Regions from separate parts of the Mus musculus genome. Here region 1 is linked to region 2. A link is a contact called in public Micro-C data. All regions are on one chromosome and are shown on one strand. Each heading gives the region's core, a stretch centred on a gene start, on an enhancer-like site or on the middle of the called end of the contact. The rest is flanking DNA. Distances are from core to core; before and after follow the strand shown. Region 1 overlaps Gm51672 (a long non-coding RNA gene). Region 2 overlaps Gm32016 (a long non-coding RNA gene).

Region 1 (2,881 bases), core at 267-2,766, 310 kb before region 2:
AGACATTCTCCTAGACCTTCCCTAGTAAAATATACCATTGGGAATAACGGGGAATGGGGGTTCAGAGAAAGTAGAGAAGTAGCCTCGGATTACTGATCCCAGAGAAGAAAGGAAGTCAGGCTTCCACTCGACACAACTCTCCCTGCCCCCCAGAGAAGCATGTTTCCTAAGAAAACCCCCTGAGTGCAGGATGGCCACTTTAGTTCTTGCTGCCTACACCAATCAACGATTTCCTTGGAGAGTGGCTTGTATTCCCTGGTCAAGCTCACACTTTGCATACCCTAGGTCTATCCTGAGGACCCAAAGCCCTCCTGCTGGGTTTCTGCAACCACAGAACCCCCCCCCCCCTCACACTGCTGTGTCTTTAAGATACATCCAGTCAACAGCTCCTCTTTGCCCCCGGCTCAACACTGATGTCCTTCAAGGGCCCCTCTATAGAGTGGTCCTAATTACCTCCTGCGGTCTCATCTCCATCACCTGTGCACCTCCTGGCTCCTGATTGGCTCCTTCCCCAGGATCCTAGGTTTTCCTCAGCACCTTAAGCTGAGTTGTCTATTCATCTCTGACATCACCAGGCCGATGCCTCATTGTGTGGGTCGGCTTGCCTGAGGTATGGGATGCTCAGGGGTTTATCTAAACAAGCTCTGGAGCATGCCCATGGGCCAGATCTATGGATGGGATTAGCATTTGAACAGATTGTCTCCACCAAGGTATCCTGTAATCTAATTGGATGGGAGTCTGAATAGAGCCACCGTGAGAGGAAGGGAAAACTCGTTCCAGATCACTTGAACCAGGAGATCTTTTGAGTTTTCTCCTGCCTGGGGCTGAGACTTACAGCCCTGGTTCCGTGGTTATTAGACCTTGGGATTGAGGCTGAACTATAGCACCATCTTCCCTGGGTCTCCAGCTTAGAACTCAGGCGGTGGGTATTCCCAGAATCCATCACTGTGTGAGCTGAGTCCTTACTATATAATGCTCCTTAAGGGTCCCATGTCTTGGAATAGTCTATTACACCAAGCCCCTGCCTCGGAAGCCCATCTGCTCCTCCCTTCACTGACCCTCCTGAGGACACACTCTTGCACCAGAGCGTGCTTCTGCTCGCCATTCGGCTTCCTTTCGGGTCCTGTCATCTAGCCATTGTCACCAAGACAGGAAAGAAGCAAAGCCCGATGAAAATGCAGAGAGCGAGGACTCCTAAAAGATCCCTTGGTATTATGACAAGTATCCGTTCTGGGTGTCCAGCCAGAACCCCCAAAGCGTCCTGGGCACAGCGTCTCCTCCCTGTGTTTTCACTGGGGGCCACGGCTTCTGAAGGTTTAGTGGGAGCGCAGGTGTGAACGTGAAGTATAGTTCCCCTCACACATTGCCTCAGATGTTGCCTGAAGTTCAGCTCCGTCTCCTTTTTTACTCTTTTCAGGTCTCCTTTTTTCTCCATTCCTAGTCTCTCTGCTCTCCTCAAAGGCCCAGAGAGAAGCAGGCGCTCCCAGACGCAGTAGGAGACTCCTTTCCAAAGGGGGCGCTCTAAGATCAGGAAAAGGGCCTTGAGGAACTTGTGTGTATTAGAGAGGATTTTGAGCGGGTACCAATGGCTGGACAGTTAAAAAAAAAATGACTTTTATGAAATCTTTGCCCTGATACGCTATCCATTTTCCCAGATGCCTTTTTAATATCTACCTACATAACTATATGAAATTATAGTAAGTCCTACAGCTGGGGATGAGGTTGTGACGGACAGCTGCGGTTTGGATCAGAACTCAAGGTGAGGTCTGCTCTAGAAGGCTGCCAAGCTGCAAGCCTCCCTAACGTGGGCAGGCCTGGGGAAGGGGCTGTACACCTAGCAGAGAGTTGCCTGCATCTGGCACCTGTCCCTCCCCTCTCCCTGAGATGTACCCCAAGCAGGCTACAGATCCAGTCAGCAGCCTCTCAGGCAGCAGGCAGACTCGGAGGCCTCAAAAGGGGGTGGGGAGAGAAGGAAGGATGGGAAAGTGAGCTAGAGAGAATGTTCTACGTGGGATAATTTCTGTAAGAGAGACTTTACACTGGTTGACCTGGACAGTGGTTCTCTGCTCCTCCGGGAGGCTAGAGAGCACACCCCTTATTTCACTTATTACCTGCGAGGATGTGTAGGCTAGCCTGAGCACTTCCCACTGAGCCTCTGACACCTTGGTTACCGGGGAGAAAGCTGATTGTGTCTGGCATGCAATTGATCTCACCCCATACAGGGGAGACAGTGAGTGGAGGAAGACACACACATCCGCAATGGACCCAAAGCCTCTCCCGGTCTCTATGGGAGGACAAAAGACGGTTCAGGAGAGCGTGCAGTAAGAATGCTTCTGCAGAGGCCTTGGGAGGGTGAGACCCGGGTGGCAGTGTCTGTTAGGGCTGGCATCCTAAGATCTCTTGCTTCACAGCCTGCTCCAGATGTCCGGTGCAGCTCAAAAGGAGCAGGGTCCACAGCCTGTGTCCCAGCAACCTGTGGGCTAACTTTACAGTGCTTGTCACCTTACGCGTTTTGTCCATCTGCCAAACCCATTTCCACGGTGCTCGAGAGCGGGAGGCTGCGAGGCTCACATCTGTGGCTGATAACACACGACCTTGTGTGAATCAGGGAGCTAAGAGGCTTTGCTTTGCTGTTTTGGAGAGACCTCTGGCTCAAGGCACTGCACTAGGAGGGCAGCAGAGATACTGTCAATTACAGACCTGTCCTTCAAACCTTGGGGCTCAGTGAGCCTGGTGCTGTCAGCCATTCATGCGGGCACAAGCTGGATACACACTTTTTGCTGGGAGCCTATTGCCAAGAGAGGCTCAAAGACTTAGTAGTTTCTTCTCTTCTCTTCTCTTCTCTTCTCTTCTCTTCTCTTCTCTTCTCTTCTCTTCTCTT
Region 2 (2,878 bases), core at 63-2,562:
ATCTGTGTTTTCTGGTCTTAGGTGACCCCTGTGAAAGGGTCATTTGACCCCAAAGGAGTCACAACCCACATGTTGAGAACCACTGCCCTAGATCATTTTGGACCTCTATTCCCACTTCATGGGACTTGAGGCACATTTCCCACATCCCTAAGGAGCACTTGTCTGGAGAGCTTTGTTTCCCATTCTAACCTTGAAACCTGACTTGGTTGCTTTCTTTGTAAGTTTGGAGAAAGGGGGTTTATGTTGGTTTCCAGTCCATCCTGCATGGCTGCAGGTGTGTAAGGCAGGCATAATAGTCAAGGACCTGACTTACCACCTTTGCATTCATACACAGGAAGCAGAGAGACAGGAGGAGGGTGGGTGGGTGGTCAGGCTATAAAACCTCAAAGTCCACCCCCAGTGACATACTTCCTCCAGCAAGGCTCCACCTCTTCAAGGTTCCATAACCTTCCCAAAGAACATCACTAACCCTGAACTGAGAGCTCAGATACATGGACCTATAGGGGGACAGTCCTCATCAAGCCATCACCACTCCATGTGACCACCACTCAATTCTGCATAGAATCATCAACTCAATCCAGACTCCCCCAAGCCTTCCTCCACTCAATGCTTTACCCTAATTCCCCAAGATAGAGTGCTCCTACACTGAGTATGGTAGTCCTCCTTGTTCAGTGGTCACTGAAAACACCTCTCTGGTATCTCACATCTGTGTGGTGAGTTCCCTGAATGGATTAGGGCTCCTGGATCACCCTCTTCCCAATTCATTATCCAGCAGCTACCTGAATCCAGAGTTAGACCTGTACTTGGCAGCCATTGCTGCTGTTCAGAGCCCCTCTTCATCAAAACACCATGCCTTCTCCCTGCTTGACCAAGGTCTGCTCTCCAGGCCTCACACCCAGCACCCTTCCCCTGCTCTTGACACAAAGAGGAGACAGGTTTCTCTGCTCAAGAGGCTGGAAACCATGGTGATGGCCATGACTAAAGCACAGAGAAAGAGAGGGCTGCTAGAGACAGAGAGGAAGGGACTTTGATTGCATGGTAACGCATCAATTCCTTCCGTCTCAGAGCAGCTTCAAAGTGGAGAGGGTACAGTCTATCGCCACCCTCATCAGAAGACATCGCTGTGGAAAAACCCCGTGCCCTTGTGCATATTGAAACAAGGAGTTCACGGATCTGTTTTTCTGCCCTAAATGACTGGGTTGGAAACTAGGTTTGTCAAATGTTTGTAGAAGGTCGCAGGGTCCTGGAGGCTCCTGTGGTGCAACAACTGAAGCAGGGCCCGTCTAGTTAGTTCTAGATTCACATACGCTCCATTACCAGCTGTGTGACTGGGCTAGCTACTTAGTTCCTCATCTCGGAGTTGGTGACAGAGTTGGAGACAGAGTTGAAGACAATGCCTGAGAGACAGCTCCTCCAGTGCCTAGCAGACAGTGAGCACTCAGCAAAGGGTGCTACTTACAATGCCAGGTACTGTGCCAGAGCCCAGAGAAGTAGGCTGCCCACTTTCCATTGTTGGTGAGCTCAGGAGGGGTCATGCATGCAGAGAGCTGGGGGCGTTGGGAGTGAAAGAGGAAGCCAAGGCTGATGGAGGAGGGAGGATGAATCTCCCCATCTCACTCTTCTCTCCCTAACAGGAACAGCAGCAATCAGCTTCTCCCCTCCCCTAACTTGTTTCCATGGTTCCCACCCGGGCTGCCTCAAAAATCTGTCACACTTTTAGCATAATGTGTAGTGAGCACCACGAAAAAAGCTTGTGTCACCGGCAGAGGCCAGGCCAGGCCCTTCCTCCCGTTCCCTGGGGAGGCTCTGGCCCCGAGGTCAGGCTGGGCACCTGCAGCCTGAATCTCCTTTGAGTTCCCTGCTCTGTCCAAATTACCTGTGCTTGCCAGGTCTCCCTCACAGGTGGACCCATTAATGGTGTTGCATGCACAGCCTGTCAGCTCCCTAATTACACCTTTCAGTGGCGAGCTGCCTGGTCCATTTCCATGCTTTCTGTTGGGTATCTTGATCCTTGCCGTTGTCAGGATAAGTTGCGCTGTGGCCTGGCTGTCAGAACAGAGACGATGGCTCTTGTTTTAGCTGGTCTTTTATTTGTCTTATGGTCAACCAGCCTCTTTTAAGAAGAAGAAGAAGAAAGGTAGAAAGAACGTAGAGCTGACTGTAGAATTGAAAGCTCATTTTCATCATCTATTTGCTGAGCATTTCTGAACAAATCATTTAACCTCTCTGGGTCTACAGCAGCGGGGTGACGTTAAGAGGTACCCCACATAAGAGATCATATATAAGTCAGTCTTTGGTGTAGCTGTGAAGGGGAGTTTGCTATTCTTCCTCAATCCTGAATAGGGGACGTGGATTTGGACCTTGGTATATGCAGTTAGCCTACTGGGTGACTTTGAGCAAGTCACTTAGCCCCTCTGATCCTGTTTTCCTGAGCACATGGGAATTAAGAAAAGCAATATACATGTTATCTTCTAGGATTGCTGTGGGACCAACTCATGTCAAAGACACAATCAACTTGAAAATCACTAAGAGCTGCATACCAGTAAGGTGGCGGTGAGACATAAAAGAAGATTTCAAGAGGCTGGGGCGGAGTGGGTTAGAGCACTGGCTGCTCTTAAAGAGGACCCAAGTTCAATTCCCAGCACCTACACAGAAGCTCACAACCATGTAGCTCTAGTGCCCTCGTCTGGCCTCCACAAGCCTGTGGTGCGCATGCATATGTGCAAGCAGATGTTCGTGCACATGAAGGGAAAATAAATAAATAAATATTTAAAAACAAAAACAAAACCAAGAGGAAAGTGCATTTACAAAGCAAGCTTGAGGAGCTGAGTTCGTATTCCCAGGCCTTACTCTAGAAATCTGTGTGTGGGTGGGTTCA

The links. Hi-C and Micro-C count contacts between places; a contact is called where the count stands out from the background.
Region 1: a contact with region 2 is called in a Micro-C map of embryonic stem cells, with 2.9 times the contacts expected there. The contact joins two enhancer-like sites. A contact is called at or near these places in 1 of 39 promoter capture datasets (embryonic stem cells), 33 of 484 Hi-C or Micro-C datasets (cortical neurons, differentiating embryonic stem cells, embryonic stem cells and 7 more), 4 of 115 datasets of contacts at active chromatin or transcription factors (acute myeloid leukemia, embryonic basal ganglia and embryonic stem cells) and 1 of 9 other capture datasets (embryonic stem cells).

What each region holds. Positions count from the first base shown.
Region 1 is chr9:48,256,861-48,259,741 of GRCm38.p6, reverse strand. Gm51672 (a long non-coding RNA gene) reads left to right here. Exons shown (of 4, transcript XR_003948154.1): 4 at 1-2,724. It also overlaps a transcript of Nxpe4 not described here. Among named protein-coding and RNA genes, the nearest start is that of Gm51672, 26 kb to the left of the region's middle. Within about 2 kb of position 1,516, at least 27 of the 459 cell types and tissues checked have an H3K27ac peak or open chromatin away from gene starts, as enhancers often do.
Region 2 is chr9:47,941,890-47,944,767 of GRCm38.p6, reverse strand. All of the region lies in intron 1 of Gm32016 (a long non-coding RNA gene), which reads right to left. Among named protein-coding and RNA genes, the nearest start is that of Gm32016, 3.9 kb to the right of the region's middle. Within about 2 kb of position 1,312, at least 26 of the 459 cell types and tissues checked have an H3K27ac peak or open chromatin away from gene starts, as enhancers often do.